Regions from separate parts of the Arachis hypogaea genome. Here region 2 is linked to region 1. A link is a contact called in public Hi-C data. All regions are on one chromosome and are shown on one strand. The core of a region is the stretch at or near the end of the contact, and the rest is flanking DNA. Distances in the headings are between cores, read along the strand shown.

Region 1 (5,908 bases), core at 2,219-4,718:
ATTAGCATATGGATATGGAAAGGAGCAATAGTGCGAAGAGGATATAGGATTAATATAGACTCTCATAATGCACAAACACTCATTTTATAATTGAAACAGACTACACATTATCGCTTTGCAAAGGTAAATAACCAATACTTTATAGATATAACTATAATAGGGACTAAACCTAAGAGAAATTGTGGTAAAACTTCTGACCCAATTCAAAATAAATCTTAGCAATCTACTTCAAGTTACTAATGTACTAAAACTAGCACAAACATAGGTGAGCTTATCAAGAAGAGAAACAAAAATGATAGATATATCAAGTTAAATGCATCTAGAGTAAAGATGGAAAATATTTCATACTTAAGCATGATTTAACGAATAAATAAGCACCAGAAAGGAAGTCTATAAAGAATAGTGAAGTGGTTGGACTGAGAAATATACCTAATGATGTATATAATGAAGAAAGTTATACCTCAACTTACAAGATTAATGAGAAAATTAATTCAAGACAGCCACAGAAGAGAACAACTTGGACTAATAACAGAATAAGGCACATCAATTATGTTACCATCTCTTGTATACTATTCTAATCAGTAAATGACATGAGAAAAAGCCATGGTCAAAAACAAATATGCATACCTCACTTGTTCCAAGGCTATTGCAAACACAACAGTTGATGCAAATTTTCTTATCGTCAACAACCAAATTGTTATTCAGATTATCATCTTCAACAACCATTTCTGTTTCGGGTTTAGGAGCGGCAAGATCATCCAGTTCATCGTACCACTGTTGTGCAACACTAGCCTGCACCAAGAGTTCAACACATAAATTTTGGCAACTGCAGAACTAGACTACTTCACCAAAGAATGCTACAATTGGCAAAGAAAAAACCTTGTCTATGGATCCTAGACCATCATCAATTCCAGAAATTTCAGTAGCTGAACCTCTAGCTTGTCGCCATATACAGGATTTTTGTAATGGTTCTACAAGTTCAACATCAGCAGAAATCTCCACACCCAACTTTATGTAAACCTTGCCTATCACACATTGAAGCAAAATTCTAAGTTGGCAAAGATATGTAATAATTCAAGCTGCAGCATGGCATTGTGGTGGATGATAAAGTACAAATACGAAAATATTTACACAGAATAGCCCTACTAGTAAACTATTCTTGTTATACACAGAAGTCCAGGTTGGTGTATGATTTATAAAAAAGAGACTATGAAATCTCTCAGCTGATTTTATCTTTTGTCAATAAATCCGAGTACATAGATGGTAGCCAATATCACTGCTTCGCATAAGTAAATAGAAGTAACTCAAAACTCTAGTTAAGAGACAGCTGATAAGAGCAGGTAGCAAAGGAAATAGTTAATTAATCAAGTAATTATAATTCACAATTAGAAAGAAAGATAGAGAATCATGTTCATAGCAAATAATCAAACTAGTAGATGGGAAAAGGGCAGTGTTTACAGCAGTAATAAGAGAAACGCCTGTGTCAAAAAAGCCTAAGATCATTGATTTTAAACATACATAGTAAAAAAGCCTAAGTCACATACATAGTAAAAAATACTCATTGATTTTAAACATATTCTATAAGTCAAACTTAAAAAATAAGAACAGAAAATAAAAATACAAAATGCAGATCAACCAACCAAAACAAAGTAACTAATTATCACTCCTAACATAATAGTAATTAATGTCTTGACTTAAAAAAATACAGAATAAAAGGGAATACCAGTAAAAAAGTTGCAACAGAACAGAGGTACAGCGACTAAAGTTGTAACATGTTCAAGTTGAACGAGGAAGCTTACACACCAAAGTTCATCTCAATAGGCCCTATTCACAGCAAAGATTCAAAACTGAGACAAGAAAATCAGAAACAAAGGTACAACGACTAAATAACTCACAGGCTTCAGCTTTGAAGAGATACAGAACAATCTATCTTGAACACGAAAAGAAAACTATAAGAGACTCTTATTCAGAAATGTTATTTGAGTTTGTGTTTTGTTACATCATAGAAAAATGAATAATGGGCATGTTTTAATTTATGTTGGTATAGGATCCTGGAACAGCTCCTGCCAAAAGAATATGGACTTCTGTGGATACTGGAACTGAGATATTTGTCAGCACAAAAGATGAAGTAGCACAAAAGATCAGATTTATTTATTTACTTATTTATTTATTTTTATTTTTTTCCCTGCTTTTTTTCTGTTGTAAGAGTTAGATTGATTGGCAGAAACTAACTAGTAAGGAGGAATTATCTGATTGAGACAAAAGGGCAAGGCATCTTAATCTTGCTAATAAGCTTTTAGAAATCACCAAAAAAAAGAGAGCAATTTTTAGTTTTTAACTTTTACTTTTTTTTCTTTCCTTCTCTTCTAAAGAAGCCACAGAGCTAATTCAAAAGCCACCTATTGGATCATTTGATGTTATATCAATAAAAGAGCTTAGTTTTTAAATGCTGCTTATTATATTATATATCCAATACTCAATCTATAAGATGATCAATTAAGAGAAGAAATAATCTAGAATTATCCATTTGCAAAACAGCTAATTAAGAAATTAAATTCAAATAATTGGAAGGAAAAAACAGAGGTTCACACTTCACACTCACATATGAAGTTAGGATGAGTCATTCCACACAATTATCACGGTCCGTGAAGGACTCCATGTAATTATGTAAAGCAATAGCAGATAATTGAGCCCAAAGGACCTACCACCACGTGCCCTCACCTAACTTTAACTTATCAACCTAAGTTCTAGTCTTGCAATGGATTTCGTTCAACTGAATACAATTTGTGAATAAAGAACGAAAGAGAAAAATTAAAAAATGAAAAGACATAAAAATAAGTTATATTTTCAGCAACAAAATTAAAAGAAATTTAACCGGGAAAACAAAAAAATTGCACCGAACATAAAATATATTAATCGAAGACAAAGTACCACACAATGCAAAAAAATTATATATTAATATAAATAAATTAACGATTCCTTAAAGTTTGATTAAGAAACCATTAACCAAATGAACCAATTCAACGGTATAAAGAAAAATAAGAAACAAAATCAACAATGCAATTTATTGTTAACAAAGAAGAAATATCAACAAATTAATAGGGAAGAAGAAGAAAAAGAAGTACCAGCAGCAGTTCAAAGGAGAAATTGGAGTGACAGAAAGCGGCGTTGAAGAAGAAGCTCGGAAGTGGTAACGGCGTCAGAAGAAGAAAAAGCAGTACCAGCAGCAGTTCAAAGGGAAGTCTCTGCTGCAACGGATACGGCAGTGGTAATGACGTCGGCGTCGGCGGCGGCAGCGGCGGAAACGGCAGCCGGAATGGCGGCGAAAATGGAGGTGAAAAACCTAGGGTTTCATAGCCACTCTCTCAGCTAACTCAACGCTTCTCATTTTGGAGAAAGAGAAAATGAGCTTTTGTTTTAAAATTATGAATTTTAATGAATTATAGGTGGAGGTTTTTTAAATTGCCATCAATAAAATACATTGTGGAGATTTTTAAAAACCTTCACTAAAATACTCCCTCAAATAAATATTAATCTTGTAGTGTTTGCGTTAAATTATGCGATTGCTTCATCGAGGTAGGGGGTTTAACTTAAACGATTTTAATTTAAGAATTCATACAAGATTTATTGAATAACTGCAAATAGGTTTAATAGCTGTGAGTAATTGATTAATTATATGAATGTTGAATTGTGGCTAAAATTATGATTGGAATGATTGAGATTTTGATTGGGACTTTGATTGAATTCGTTAATTTTGTGAAATTGAATTATGAATTGTTTGATGAGGGATTATTGTGATTTATGTATTTTGATGGATCAAATTGAAATTGTTGCTGTTGAGCTGGTTTACTGTAACGGACTTAGTTGGTGATTAATTGAAACTGGGTTTAAGGAATAATTGGAAGACTGAATCTTGAAACGTTGAACCAATTGCTGAAAATCTGATTTTTGAAATTAAAAGACAACTTTGGAAGTAAATTATTTATTCAACAATAATCGAAATGATATGAGAGTAAAGGCAACTATGATTAAAGTTGTTGTTGGGATTCAATTTTGAGAAGTTTTAATTAACTAGATAATTGGTTATGATTTTTCAAGGTTAAATTGCAAAATCTGATTTTCTGCATTACTTTTAAATGAAGTCAGAAACTTTGAAAAAATATAACTAATTCTGTGATTATTGGAATTGTGTGGGACCAAGTATGGATTAAACTTGAGAATATGTGGAGCTGGACTGGAAAATTTGAGGACTTTTCGTTAAATAGAAAATTTATGGAAAATTTTTAAAGTTAAGTCATTAAATCTGTCCTGCAGCAGAAGAGCTCAAACAAGGCAGCAATTTGTTTGTCTTGCTGCGATTCCTATGAGCTGAGTTCTGGAGCGAAACCAATTTTATTTTAAAATTTGATTGACTTGGTTAATTTCTCTAAAACTTCAGAATTTTAGGAGTTAAGGATTAGGAGTTGTGAATTTTTGAAAGTTAATGATTAAGGCAGGAAAGAATCAGTTTTTAGCAAGTTATGCATCAGCTTCCAATGCTTGTAACTCTTAGCATTGAATAGCAATTAGGTTGCAACCAAGACACACTTGTTGCTTGATAAGTTAGGAGTCTCCAAACCAAACTTTAGCCTAATTGAAGTTTTGTAGTAAAAGTTATATAAGCTGAAAGATGCTAAGCTTGTTGGTTTCTAAAACTTGTTGCTTGTAAAAGTTATATAAGTGATCTTCACATTAGAATTTGCACTAAAAATTGTGATAAATTGAAATAAAAGACTTGATCATGTAGGTCGTTAGTTGTATGAAACAATGATGTTAAGTGCCTTGTAAGATTTTTTTTCCTTCTTCTCCTGTAGAAGATTCTTATTTTTTATCTTGATTTACTAAAGGCTGACAAAATTCCATCATATAATGCATTTTTCTTTGCTTTTTAATCTTGTCTTTAGATGAAGACCATTCAAAATGATACTTAATTGGATATTTTGTAATGGTGTTATTTTGCATGCCCACTTCATTTCTTCTTATTTTACTGTTTTATTCAAACATATGGGTTTTCTACATTTTGCTGAATGCTGTTATATAGTTCAGTCCATGAGGCTTATTCTAAAGCAGTGAAGACCGCTATTGTGGATCATCATGTTGTATGATCTGTATCTAAGATGCGATTTTTTCATTTCATTGTCTTTTTTTCCATCTAATTCCATTTTGTCTTTGTTAATAAGTATAGCCTTACTACGATATCATACTATTGCAGGCAGTGTGGATAGTAGTCTCCTGTTAAAGCTTCCTTTCAGCACTATATTTGAGTATCTTCAGGTTAGCTTCACTCCACTGTAATTTCTTTGCATTAATTTCATGTAAAAATTCAGCGCAATCTGTTATGTGGTGTATATAGTTTCTTCCTGTCTTGGTGTTTGCCAGCAATAATTTGTTTATTTGTTTATTTTTCATTTCCATGGGTTCTTCAGATTGCTAGAGTCACTTGTTATTTTGTAGTTTAACTATAAGTGCTTAATAATTATATATCTTGGCACAAATTGATCATTGATAAATATGTTTTTTATTTTGTAGATATTGCAAATAATTTCAAAGCCAATGAAGGATATTGGCCCACGTGCAATGTTCTATCTGGCTGTTGCAGTATCTGACTTTTATATTCCTTGGAAGGACATGGTATAAAATTGACATGATGGTTCTTTCCATGAAAGTTTCATCCCTTATTAACATCAATTTTGGCTTGAATAATTTTGTAATATGTTAAGATACAAGAATATTAACCATGTCAATTTCAACATATGTGCTAGAGTTAGTTATTATTTAGAGAATTAGCATACAGATAACACTGCATAACTTAATTAATCCTGCTTAGATTGTGAAAACTGCTTAGATTGTGAAAACTGAAAAGTATAAG
Region 2 (5,165 bases), core at 1,118-3,617, 81 kb before region 1:
GTGGTAAATGCCCTCATCACATGAATGAATCAATGGAGTTGTGTGATTTCAAGAATTTTCTTTATTCTTTGGGAACAAGAGTATTCTTCACCTATGGGAGATTTATAGCGGAGTTCTATAAGAACTTTTGAAGGTATGCACATTCAAAGATTATTGGGGAAAAGGAAAAACATTTCTCACCAAGTTGTAGAAAAAAGGAAAACAGAGGGAAAAAAAAGTATTATATAGTAAATAAGAAAAATGTCAGATTGTCAACACTTTTTGTTACTATTAGTCAATGCTTTGAATTAATACTTTATTTTGTTAATATTCAAATTTTGGTTTAGAATTTAATTTTTAATATTTAAAATTAATCAAATATTAACAAAAAATAATAAATTTTTTATTGGTCATGCAGTAATTCTCCATAAATAAAGTATAAAATGCATCTAACGCGCTACTAAATTAAGAACTCAATTGTTCTTTTTATATTTGGTAATAAACTCAATTGTTCTTTATAAGATGTTGGACATACTATTAAACATATTTGATATTTATTTAGCATAGGAATGACGATTTTTGGTAGAGAACATTATGGGTATATTATTTTTTTCGTGGGCTAATATTATGGGTTATTGTAAGTCCATAAAAAGTTTTTGGTTTTATAGGCCAAAATTATCTTGTTAATTAATGACCAACGTTTTTGGCGGCCTTCTGTAGGTATCTAAAATTAATGAAGGCATGACCAAAAGAAAACAAAAAATTAGTGAAGCCATATTTAGGGGTAGCAAAGGGCCGAAACCAGCCGGTCCAACCCGAGTAACTCGCCAAAAAAGGCAGGTTGGGCTGAAAATTTGAAACCGGCATCATTAAAAAATCTGCCTAACCCACACCGCCTAATCCGCGGGTTTTGGCGGGTTTCGGCAGGGTTGGACAGGATTCCCCAGTGGGGCCGTATTTTTTTTTTGTAATTGAAGATGTTTCTATGTTATAATTTGGATTATATTCTATATTTGATTGATTAGACTTGGAGACTTAAAAATATTTAATTATTTGTTTTAGTTTTGGACAATATTTGTTTTAATATTTTATTTTTTACAATGTTGGCATAAAACTTACTTGATAATTATATTTATTACATATTTAAAATTATAAAGACTTTAATGTTTGTGAACTTAAAAATTATAATTTTTTATGTCTTTAGAAATTTATAATTTATTAAAATAGTTGTGAAATAATATATATTGTTTAATATTTAATATTTAATATATTGTTTAATATTTAATAGGATAGAAAAAAAATTCAAGACCGCCTCATTAGGCAGAACAGATAAATGACATACTTTTAGCAGGATGGAACAAGACAAGGCAGACTAACCCCTAACCATATTGATGAAAGAAGCTCAAGCTATATGGAAATGAAGGTAAATTCTTCACTGAATTGAATGGAAAGAGCCAAAAAATAAAAAAATAAATTGGAGAATTCATCAATTCTCAAACACAAAAGGGATATTCATGAGAAGGAAACCTGAGATATACATTTAAATTATATTCTATACTTTTGAAGTGCTTTGTTAAACTAAGATGAAGTATTTGTGAAAATATTTTTCAATGCATTTTTTGAAACAAAAAACAGTTATTTTTCTTTTAGTAATTAGTAAGTACCCTTAACAAAACCCTTTTTTTAAAAAAAAAGATTTGCATTGATTTTTAACAAGTTATATAAGCCCAAATATTTTGCTGACAACTAACCCTAAGGATATTTGTCAAGTTTACTTATAGTAAAATTTTAAAAAATTTTAATAATGCATAAAATAAATTTAAATATTAGCTTTTCAATAAAAATTATATACAAAATATTTGTTAGCAAAAATTTTATGTTTATATAAGAATTTAGGTAATATAATAATTGCATGTAATGTGATTAAGGTTCTAAAAGCAAATCGGTTATCGAACCAATAGAATTAGAGGTTTAATAGTTCAAAAGTTCAACTAAAATTTAATCGAGATTGAATCAGATATAATAAAATAATATATTTATCTATAAAATATATTATTTTTTTTTAAAAATAATTTTTTTGTGATTTATTATTTTAATCACTAAAAGAAAAACCAAGTCGACCGATTAATTGGTTTTTAATAAGTTCATTACCAAGTATTTTTTATCTTAAATCGAATCGGTTTATTAACCAATTTTCGGTTAATTGGGTTGAACCAACTCATCACAATTCATAACCATGAATGAGATTTTTGGTTTTTGGAAGGGGAGAGAGTTGTTTTTGTTTTTTTCCAATGTCTGATACACGTTTTGGTTAATATTCTCATGCTGTTAAAGAGTGGAACAAAAGTCTAATCCATTATTATTTGATAATGGACATACATATCTCAACTTCTTTAATGGTATATCTTAGAGGCCCAATGTTTATTTAGTGGTGTATAGGAGTTGGAATGTTACACAATGTTATCAAAGTCCAACTTATGAAATTATATTATTTATGTGGTAGGGTTGAAGAATTTTTCGTAACCAAATAGTAATAATTAGTTACACTTAATTTGCTTGTTTCTTTATTACTTGTTCCTAACAAATTAATTAAAGTTTCACTGGCACAACTAACTAATTAATAATGGAGAATGAACAACTACAAAATTAAATCTCCAAGATATAAGTCCAAATAATAAAGAGCTAAACTAATTAAACCACAAAAATTGATGTTAGTATAGGTCCATATGAGGTGGTTGGACTGACTTTAATTAAGGACTGTTCTAAACTATGTTAATATGATTTATTTTATTTATCAACATTTTAAAATGTGTATTAATTAGTAAAATAAATGTTAGAGTTAACTGAATATTTTTTGTAAATTGAAAGTATTCATAATTAAAAATCTAATTTGATTTTTGACCATATGTATTTTAAGAAAAAATATTTTGTTAATTTTAATATTTTTTTAAATAAAAAGAACCTAATTATAAAATTAAAACAATATAAAAACCTAAATAAAAAAATATATATAGAAACTTAATTAAAAATTTGATAAAATTATAGAGAGCAATCGAATAATTAAACATTTTTTAAAATTGTGAACAAACTTCTCCATTCAGCATATTAGGAGAACTAAGTTCCTAATGTTTTCATTAATCATTGGCATGTCTCAGAAATTGTGGAAGAATTTCTTAATTCATCAGCATATCATTCAGGAGCATCAAATTTTTAATGTTGAGCTTATAAATAACATTAATGTGCAATTTTTTCTACTCACTGATGTCATAAGTATAAAATCGTTATACCCATTTATATATTTTATTCATATTCTTATGGAAGAACTTATAGTTATTTAATTTCTGGGATCTAAAATTGACCCTAAAATAAGCAATTTATTATATTGTCATTGAATCTATTATTAAACTCTTGCATTTGAGTATCAACTGTAGAAATAAATAAATTCACGTGATAATATAACGATTTTCCATTGAAATTTGTTCAACAAATTTATAACTTCGAACCTTTCTAGAAATATACAATGTATTTATAACAGGAACTCAAACATTAGCAGAGTGGTATAACTTCTTTGAAGCAAAACTTTCAACTTGGTTATTCCATTTTTTTGAATTAAAGTTTTAGTAGTAAAATTTAGAGATAGTACTAACAAATTATTTTTAGTGATCTTTTATTTTATTTTTAGTCGTCTCATCATGCTTTGTTATTAAAAGATTTTAGCGATAATTATACAATTATCGATAAAAATATTTTTAATAGTCACAAAAAGTATATAATTATCATTATAATATATAATAATAATAAATATTTAATTATTATAAAAATATAAATTAAATAAGACATATATATAATAACTATTATATTATTGTCACTAAAAATTTAACACTAAAAATATTTTTTTGTTATAATGGGATAACGTGTTCAATATATCCTAGTTTTTTTCTGTTGCATGCTTCACAAATACCATATAGTATCAGTTGGTGATTTTTTTCTTCACTTTAGACCTTTTAAATATTATAAAATGTAATAAAATTTGTTTTTTAAATTATACTAGATCACAAATATATATATAAATATTCACTAGAATTTTCTTTTCAAAATTGTTGCCCGTGTTTGTCTTTGGTATCATGATTTCTAACTTTTTTTTCTCAAAAGTTAATACTTTTGTTGCAATTAAAATGCTACAATTACAATTCTCACAAAATCAGGGATAAACAAATACAATAAACATAAATTAGAGGGATTCTTAGAAAAATAATACCAAGCTAAAACATTAAGGATTTAGAACAATAGGTCATGATATTTTTCCATCTTCAATTTCGGTGGCTATGACTCTCAAGTCTTCCATATTTTTTCGTAAATTTCAGAGCTTGGGACAGAATTTTTTCAGCCTCAATTCTGCAATTCTCAAAGATGAGAGAGTTCTTGGACAACCGAATTTGCCATATAGAAAGTAGCTCACTTGACTTAATTTTTCTTTTGAATCTCCTCTTGTTCTCACGTCTTCCATCAATTGACACCACCACTCCTATAGTTGCATATTCGGATCTCTAGGACTCACACTAGCTACTGGTGATTAATTCCAAACTTGTTCAACTTTCAGACAAAAGATCAAAGTATGCAGGTGCATTTTCGGCAATGAAGAACAGCGCGGGCACAAATTGAGGATCTGAGCTATCCTCTCATGAAGATTTGTCTTCACCGCTAACCCTTCATGAGCAAGTTTCCATAGAAAGGCCTTGATTCTTAGTTGACATCGAACCTCCCAGATACTCCTTCATAGTTGTCTTCTTTTGAATTTGGCGAGAAGAGCTTTAATTGGCTTATGAAAAAAATTGTAAGCTACTTCATACCCCATTCTAACATTGTAATTACCTAAATCATACTTTATCCAAGTGACTGAATCTTTACCTTTTTCAATGTCCATTTGGCATATTTGTTGTGCTATGTTGGGTTTGAACACACTGTGAATGAGCTGTGTATTCCAACTCCCCATCTCATTGAATAGTTTTCTTAGCCAAATCAAGTTTTCATCACTACAGTTGCCTTCCTGTAATCGGAATGGAGGTAAGTTACCAAACCATGGGTCTTCTTTGATTTTTACTATACCTTGTGTTGTAACTTTTCATTTGTTACCTTATTCCAAGACTTTCCTGCCTTCCAGTAAGCTTTGCCAGGGTCAAGATGGT

What was found. Hi-C and Micro-C count contacts between places; a contact is called where the count stands out from the background.
Region 2: a contact with region 1 is called in a Hi-C map of leaf, with 2.7 times the contacts expected there. The contact joins the enhancer-like site here to the promoter of LOC112783060 in region 1. A contact is called at or near these places in 2 of 8 Hi-C or Micro-C datasets (both in leaf).

What each region holds. Positions count from the first base shown.
Region 1 is chr20:128,983,775-128,989,682 of arahy.Tifrunner.gnm2.J5K5, reverse strand. LOC112783060 reads right to left here and starts at 3,468. Exons shown (of 9, transcript XM_025825805.3): 1 at 3,126-3,468; 2 at 1,724-1,824; 3 at 880-1,025; 4 at 628-792. The region is part of intron 1 of LOC112785279 (agamous-like MADS-box protein AP1); the gene reads left to right.
Region 2 is chr20:129,064,208-129,069,372 of arahy.Tifrunner.gnm2.J5K5, reverse strand. All of the region lies in intron 1 of LOC112785279 (agamous-like MADS-box protein AP1), which reads left to right. Among protein-coding and RNA genes, the nearest start is that of LOC112786354, 9.7 kb to the right of the region's middle. Within about 2 kb of position 2,367, at least 3 of the 3 cell types and tissues checked have open chromatin away from gene starts, as enhancers often do.